3 separate regions of the Gossypium hirsutum genome follow, and all the other regions are linked to region 1. Evidence: chromatin contacts called from public Hi-C data. All regions are on one chromosome and are shown on one strand. Each heading gives the region's core, a stretch centred on a gene start, on an enhancer-like site or on the middle of the called end of the contact. The rest is flanking DNA. Distances are from core to core; before and after follow the strand shown.

Region 1 (2,700 bases), core at 110-2,609:
TTTAAAACTTAAAAAACACAAGAACATAGAAAAAAAAAACATTATTATCTATTAGAGATTCTTCATCAACCTTCCCTTGTGAGCAAAACTGGTAAATTGACCTGTAGGAGAAAACATCATGAGTCCAACATCTATATGATATAACATAGATAATTCAGCGGCCTGCTTGAGAACGCTTTCCTTACGTTTTACATAAGTCATCCGCCGAGACCTAGAATTGCCACTTCTCTTCATCTTTTCAGCCATTATGAAAGGAAATTGAGTAATAAAATGGAATAGGAAGACATTTTGTTGTAGGTTTCTAGAGAAATGGAGTTTATAAAGATGAAAAGGGAAGCATATGCATTAAATTTTGGGGCCACTGAAGAAGGTAAAATAGGCATGGTGAAAAGTCCCTCAATCATAATCACTAAGGGGTTTTCTTAGGCACTGTAAAAACTCCGGAGAAAATTGTACATATTCTTGAACTTACCTATGCCAAATATAAATTTAAATGATATAAACCCTAAAATTAGAATTTAACTAAAGCAAACATAAAACAATATCATTAGAATGGTTTAAGGCTTTGATGGGAGTTGTCCAAAAAAGCAGCAACTGCGTTTGCCAACTGAAACCAACAGATTGCATACAAATCGTAAAAGAAGATTCGTTCTTAATGAAACAAGCACGGTTCGGCAGTTCGAAGAAATCCATGGTTTCAATGGTTAAAGGCAGGCAAGACATAATTTTCACCAACAACCCCTATGACCACTTCGGTTTCGACAGTCCATTGTTCTAGAATGTCATTTCACATATCGACTCAGATAAAACCTTCACCTAAAGATTGGACTTCCTCTTTACAACATTTGGCTAGTGACAGTTACATAGCGTTTAATAGCATTGAGAGAATCCAATTATGTAACCTCGACCACTAATTAAAAACCATGTGTTTACCAAATTAGCTCCATTATTAAGGACCTTAATTCATCAAAACAAACCATAGAATTTAATGAACAGCTATTTCATTAGTATAATAGTTTGTGCTTTGACCATCCTATACTAGTGAAAGGACAAGCAGCAAACTGGAGAAGACCCATTATTCCAATGACTAAGATAATTCATTTTTTGAACATCAAAATCTAATTATGACCATCTCCATCAAACACAACCATCCATCTTTTTCATTGAATGAGACAGTTGTTTAACCCCGTTGCCCATATAAAAATACCATAAATCAGAAAAATTAAACGGAAATTGTTGAAACAAGGAACAGAAATTATAACTGAAAAAAATACAGAAGATAAACACCAGAAAAAGGGAATATTTTCAGTAACTGACCCACCTACTGCAAATAATCAAAACAAGCAGGAGCGTTAAAACTCACCACACCAGAAATCGAGGGAGAAAAGAAGAAGAAAAAGACAGATGTGGGATCCACAAAACTCCAAACAGTTCATCAATACAACTTTAAAGTCAGATACGCCATTACGAGATTCCTTTGCCCAGGTATCATCGGTGGGGATGTAGCTCAGATGGTAGAGCGCTCGCTTAGCATGCGAGAGGTACGGGGATCGATACCCCGCATCTCCATTTCCTTCTATGACTCCATTTTTGACATTTTATGGTTTTGTATTTTAATTTTGAAGTTAAAACATGTCAGGTTTTGTATTCTTTACAGAGTTATAATTTATTGTTTGTAATTTTATTTTTGGAATTTATTCTTTTAGATTTTAAAATTTAGGTTAATATTGGTAATAGTAAATTTTTTAATTCGGATCTAATTGTTGACACCATTAATCTTTTTTGTTAAATTTATTAGTGTGACATTTTAAAATTACAAAAAAAATACTTACTTGATAGGAATGTAACTAAAATAAATGATATTAAATGAACATAAATTTAACAAAATAATCTTAACCGTTAGATCTAAATTTTAAAATATAAAAAATAAAGAGACTGGATCCCTAAAATAAAATTACTAAAACTAAATTCTAATTTCTTCATAAACACACACAAAAAAAAACCAAATGTTAGACTATATGAGAGGTGCGGGGACAGATACCCAGTCTCCATTTTTTATCTTTTTAATTTGAAAATAGTGTGTAATATAATCACAGTTTTGGAGTTTGAGTCGGTAACTTTTACTCGTATATTTTTAATTTTGATATAAACTTTAAATTTATTTGATTAAATTATTAATTTAAAATTTTAATTTTGATGCAACGGATCGCCATTAAATCCAATAACTATATTTTTAAAATTTTTGATTGAATTGATAAAGTTTTTAATTAATTGCTATGCTTTTTAAATATGAAAAACTTAGTTTTTAATATGTCTCAGTTGAAACATTTAATTTTTAGTCATTTTTCCAAAACAGTTAATTTCCTATGTGTCTGTTGCGGTGCAGTTTTGGTGGAAAGTGGAAACTGATCTTGCTTTTTTATTAGTTGGTAGCTTTTTTCTTCTTCTTTTTTAAAGCTTTAGAATGTAAATATTTATTTATCAATTTGAAGAAGATTGGTGTTTTTTGAATGCTTGTAAAATACTAGCCAGTTAATTCAAAGGTAATTTTCAATTCAGAATGGGTGACTTTCATTTTATGGTAAGAAATTTATCTCTGACATCCCACTGCTTTTTGGTTTCAACTGCTGCAATTCATTCTTCTTATGCTTCCTTCACATTGTTTATGCGCTACACATTCTGTCTACAAATCTAAAATAC
Region 2 (2,700 bases), core at 140-2,639, 140 kb after region 1:
GAAAACCTCTAACATGTTCTTGCTAGGACCATTAGATTTGATTACCGGTAAAGTTTTGTCCATAATTGGGCCATCTGTCCCAACCTTCTCAAACTGGTACCTAGTTTGGCCTTGTGAACCGCCAAATATCTCATTGGCAGTTTTGAAGCTGAATTGAACATCATTGATGTTCAGGCCTTCACAAAGGTCATCACCATCAGGAACTTTGAAATCTCTGAGGTCAGAAAAACCCTGGAACAAAAGGAGCCAAAATCAAACATTCAAGAGAGATCAGTCCAAATGCGGCTAAACAAAGAATGATTCAAGAGTCAAGCTATTACTTCAAAATCAATACTTTCCATCACCAATTCAAATAAATATAGCAGCAAAAGCCATACCTTTGGCATATTCGGCTCCTCTGAGAAAACAGGTTCTCCATCTTTGCAGTAAGGGATGTAATTTGCATTTGGTGATATCAGAGAAGATGAAATCATACAAGGCTTTAGCTTAGGACATGAACCTAGTTCATTTAACTTTGTACCAGCCAGTTCAAATGAGCCCCCTTGGTCTATTTGATTCAAACAGTTAGTGAAACAATTGTCGTTAGCAGTTGAAGCACCGACTGGCCAATCAACATCAAAAACAGCAGGAGACGAAGCACCAAGAACCGAAGACCAGATTCTTCTAAACTCAGCCAAAGAAGGACAATCCGTATAAGAATTGAGGGCCTCTCGCCAATGCCCCAAACTCGAGCAACCATTGCCATTACCATCACAATCCTGACAAAGAGACAATTTCTCATCCAAACACCTAACAACTGCAGATTGAGAATTGCATTTCTCACACAAAAGTGAACGAACGTGTCTACATGACAACAAATTTGCAGAGTGAACGCACCCATCACAGCTCAAGCAAAGCCGAGCCGAATCCGATTTACAGTAAACCACTGCTCTTTCCCCTCGACAAAAATCGCATACAGGTTCCATCCCGTTATTCCCCCTAACTTTACAGTAAACCACTGCAGTTGGGCGGTAATTCGGCTCTATTGATTCCTCAATCCTAACAAAAACTACCCTTCAATAATCAAAATTAACAAAAAAAAACATTAAAATTATACCCAGATCATGTACAAAGAACAAGGAATTGAATCATTTGAATGATTAAAATTTAAAATCATAGAAACAGAGTAAATTGAGATTAAGCTTTACCTATACAATGAAAAGAACCCAATCCCGGCTTCTGAAATCAGCCATGTCGAAGAACACATAATCCATTAACCGAAGCAAATACGCATCAACATTGATAACAAAAAAGCAAACATTTCTTTGAGCTAAAAATACATAATAGGGGGAACAGTGAAGGGCTGTCAGCGTTGGTAACTGGAAGTTTTTTTTTTTTTTTTCAGTGAGCAAAAACTGGTTTATTTATTCACGTTTGTCCGAGGTTTGATGGGTGCGTGCCACGTGCTGCGATGTTAGCTTTGTGGATGGGATACTCTAGGATGACGTGGACATGTGATATTATTGCGGTCATCCGTTTTGGTCGGACGATGGCGAGGATGGTAAATGAGTGGAAAGATTGAGGGCGGTTTGATAGAAGGATTGGTCACAAATTGATCACCACGTCATCACCCGAGATTATGTGCGGGTTTCTCATTTTGACTTTCGAGACGAAAATTTAGCCCCGCATCTCGAGAGATCACAGATGGACACGTGGCTTAGTGTCTGAACAGCTTCCGATTTGTGGTGTGAGACAATGCTGATGTGGCCGCTTAGCTGTGCTGAAATGTCTGAATCTCTTTTTAAATTGGGATAAATTGTAAATTTAATGCCTAGTTATTTAGTGGTCAAATTTATGTTTGATTTTATCTAAATAATTATGTTGAATTTGAAAAAATAGGAATCATAAAACGAAAACGCAAGTTTATTTATTTATATATTAACATTTACTAACTACACGTAATAAATATCACATTTTTTTGTGCGTCATTTTATTTTCTTAGTTACAAAATATTTCAAACTCCTATAAAAAAAGAAAAATTGGTAAATTTTGTTCTAGAGTGATAAATTTATTCTACTACCCATAATTATTAATTCTATCCAAGAATTTGTATGGTTAGATTTCAAATGTTCATATTCACATTCAATCTTTTTAATTATGTTTTTATTCTTTTTATTAGTAAAGGTAAAATTACACTTTGACCCCCTTAAAAATTATAAAAATTTAATTTAATCCTTTAACATTTATAAAGATATAGATTATTAAAAGTTACAATTTAATTTCGGCCCGCCCTAAAAAACTTTTCTAGCTTCGCCCTTGGGGTAGGGGAAGGCTATTAAGCGATCAAAAGAAAGAACATTATGTCCTCCCTTATATTTGGATGGGCCAAATTAGGATTAAAGAAGAAAAATCTTAAAATTGATTTTAGTTGAAATTTTTAGATAGCTATTGGAATACAAATTAAAAAAATGTCAATTATTGTCAATTCAATCTTAATTTAATTGGCATCGACATTTTTTTAGCCTAGTTTCTTTTTACCAAAATTATGTGTTAAAGACATAAAAAAATTACAGAAAAATTACTATTTTTTTTAAAATTGCACAAAACTTGCACGAGGTTTGGTAAATGGTAATAAATTATTTTTACATATTTATTAAGCAATTTTAATATTGTTATTTACACATCTAGAGATTACATTTGATGAAAAATAAAAGGTTTTTC
Region 3 (2,700 bases), core at 143-2,642, 190 kb after region 1:
GCCATTTCTTCATAAACAACAAAAACACAATAGATGATATGTACAAAGTAACAGATTCAAAATCAGCAAAGAACAGCAGAAAAACCAAGTATGCAAATAATTTAAGGGAAGACATACTTCTCTTTCCACTCCCAAACTCGTTTTTCTAATTCATCTCTGCCCAATTCTACCATTTTTATTCCTTCAGAAGCCAACATTCTTTCCACAACCAACTGGGAAAAGAAAAGTAAAATAGGTTCAATTATATATTCCCATTCAACAGGATACAAGATATATACTCATTCTCTACACAGAACATTATGTATAAAGAGGGCAGAATATAAATCAACAACAAAGATGAAAACATTATATTTACAAAAGATTACTAGAGATAATACAACCATAAAGATCAATCCTTTTTCCAGAAAACATTATATCGAACACACAAACGGCCACAGAAATATTACTTTGATTACAAAGCCCATTAATCAAAGTTGAAAAAATTACAACATCAGGCTCCACCTAACTTCAGCATTTTCCCCAAAATAGAAAACCCAAAATCAATTCGACCTAATTGACAAAAGTAATTAATCGAGATGCTCACAGAATAAACATCATGGGAAACACCTAATAATTCCATCTGGCTACACATAGAAACAACAATGGCATAATGTTTCATTCTAACAATGGCTGCAAATAATTTAGTGAATTCCACAATTGAAGGCTTTGGGTACTTTTCAATCATCTTATTGAACAAACTCAAAGCATGATCAACATTATCGAAGCGGTGGTCTGTTTTTCCCTTTCCTCTAACAGGCATGGACATGGGTTTCTTACTTAGGCAGTCGATGTGGGTAGCAATGGTGTTAGAAGAAGAAGAAAAAGAGTGGAAATTAGAAAGATGGCTTTCAGCATTAACAACCGAACGAAGAATAAAAGAAAAAGGAAGCTTACCCATCATTTGAAAGCAGAAATGGCAGCGGCAGTAGCAGCCAAAAAGAAATGAAAAATAAACGGAGCATAAACGCCAAAAAGAAATGAAAAATAAACGAAGTAACCGTCGAAAAATAGAATTGCAACGTACCAGCAGCGGTTTCCAGTTCTGAACCAAAATGAAGCTTTCGAGAACAGAAATTTGAAGGAATGAAGGAAGGGAGAAGAGTGGATGAAGGGAGCTTACCGGATGAAGGGAGAAGAATGGATGAAGGGAGAAGAATGCCTGAGAGCTTTAGGAAAATGTCTTACGGAGATTGAATCGGTAAGACAATTTCTCAAAAATTGTAAGGCATTTTCCCGTGTTTTGGAGTTGATTTTCCAAAAGGAAAATATTTTCTTCCAATCAAACACTGGAAAATGGGAAAAACCAATTCCGGAAAATATTTTCCCCTATCAAACAGACCCTTAATTGGGACAGAGTTAGATTCCATCAATTTTGGACCCATTTTTTATCCTTCGTCAAATGGGTTTTCCTCCGACCCAAGCGAAGGCCCATTTTTCTTAACAGGCTTTAAAGCATGTGAAATATTTTTCAGCCCATTCGCTGATGAAACAGCTTTGCATTTTTTTTTGCAAGTCCCTTCTTAAAAGCTTTACCCTTGATTTGAGGATTGAATGGCGCTTTATCCCTAGATTGCAGCTTTGTTCCCAATGTTGGCACAGTAGATCCCTGATTCCCAGTGTTTCCATAAAAGATATCAGGAGCCACCTCTCCAATCAACCCGTGATTACCGCTTAGAATGTTGAATCTCGAACCTTCGATCCCGACAACAGAGTTACTGTTAGGTTCTGTTGCCGTCGTTAATGGTTTCCGCCGTGGCTTGCGTTCCACTAACATCCATGGCCCAAACTGATCCCCTTCCTCAACATCAGGCGCTAAACTATTCTTCCCAGAGCAATCAAACGTTTCCCCTCCTTGGTTAAATACACCCTTGTCAAGATTCCCAGTCGCAGCTCCTACAGATGAAACATCTCTTACAAAATTATGACAGAAAGAATCTCTAGAGTGTCTGAATCTCCCACACTTAAAACAAACCTAGGACATGGATTCATATTCCACACGTTGTATCCTCCCATCAATCTGTAGCTTTGAAATCAATAGTTTCCCTAGATCAATGTAAACCGCAATCCTCGAAAATTGCCCCCTAGATTTGGAAGTCTTGTTACGGTCTATTTTCACAACGGGACCAATCGCGCCTCCAATGAACTTGAGTAGACTTCTCGTGTACATTCCTTCCAGCAATGCAGGCAATCTGATCCAGACCATCATATTCTTAGGAAACTCTTGATCTGTTGAGAACTCAGGAGTCCATAGCCGTACAGAGAGGTACTGCCCAAAAATTGTCCAAGGCCCCCCAGACATCACCAAAAGGTAATCATCATCATTTTGAAAGTTGACAGAGAAGTAGTCACTCTTTATATCAATTATCTGTAAAGGCTGCTTAGTTTTCCAAATTGCTTGCAATTTGTTTGACATAGTGAGATATGAAATTTTCCTCCTAGTAGTTTGACAACCACCGTTCGAGTCATTTGTTTGGCAATAAAATGATGCACTCGGTCAGAGAAAGTGATGGAAGGGATGCCATCAACAATCTCCTTTTTCGCGCCTCCCTCAAGTAATTTGATATCATCTTCATTCTATAGATTACTCTTCTCATTTGTGGGTACCCAGAAACTTGTCTTTCCAAGACTCGGATTGAGCCGTAGGAATATCCACACTCATGC

Evidence for each region. Hi-C and Micro-C count contacts between places; a contact is called where the count stands out from the background.
Region 2: a Hi-C map of leaf shows a contact between it and region 1, with 2.7 times the contacts expected there. The contact joins the promoter of LOC107918765 here to the promoter of LOC107918919 in region 1. A contact is called at or near these places in 7 of 34 Hi-C or Micro-C datasets (callus, hypocotyl and leaf).
Region 3: a contact with region 1 is called in a Hi-C map of leaf, with 2.9 times the contacts expected there. The contact joins the promoter of LOC107920748 here to the promoter of LOC107918919 in region 1. A contact is called at or near these places in 10 of 34 Hi-C or Micro-C datasets (callus, hypocotyl, leaf and 1 more).

Annotation. Positions count from the first base shown.
Region 1 is chrD13:9,299,841-9,302,540 of Gossypium_hirsutum_v2.1, reverse strand. It overlaps LOC107918919, which reads right to left and starts at 1,359. Exons shown (of 10, transcript XM_016848487.2): 1 at 186-1,359; 2 at 71-101. The coding sequence starts at 246. LOC107919584 (uclacyanin 1) reads right to left here. Exons shown (of 2, transcript XM_016849021.2): 2 at 2,592-2,700. TRNAA-AGC (transfer RNA alanine (anticodon AGC)) reads left to right here and starts at 1,497; the gene lies at 1,497-1,569.
Region 2 is chrD13:9,159,023-9,161,722 of Gossypium_hirsutum_v2.1, reverse strand. LOC107918765 (putative zinc finger protein CONSTANS-LIKE 11) reads right to left here and starts at 1,389. Exons shown (of 7, transcript XR_001690230.2): 1 at 1,188-1,389; 2 at 378-1,038; 3 at 7-231.
Region 3 is chrD13:9,108,012-9,110,711 of Gossypium_hirsutum_v2.1, reverse strand. LOC107920748 ((S)-2-hydroxy-acid oxidase GLO1) reads right to left here and starts at 1,392. Exons shown (of 4, transcript XM_041110208.1): 1 at 1,160-1,392; 2 at 118-198. The coding sequence starts at 197. LOC107920749 (a long non-coding RNA gene) reads left to right here and starts at 1,523. Exons shown (of 2, transcript XR_001690764.2): 1 at 1,523-2,347; 2 at 2,482-2,700.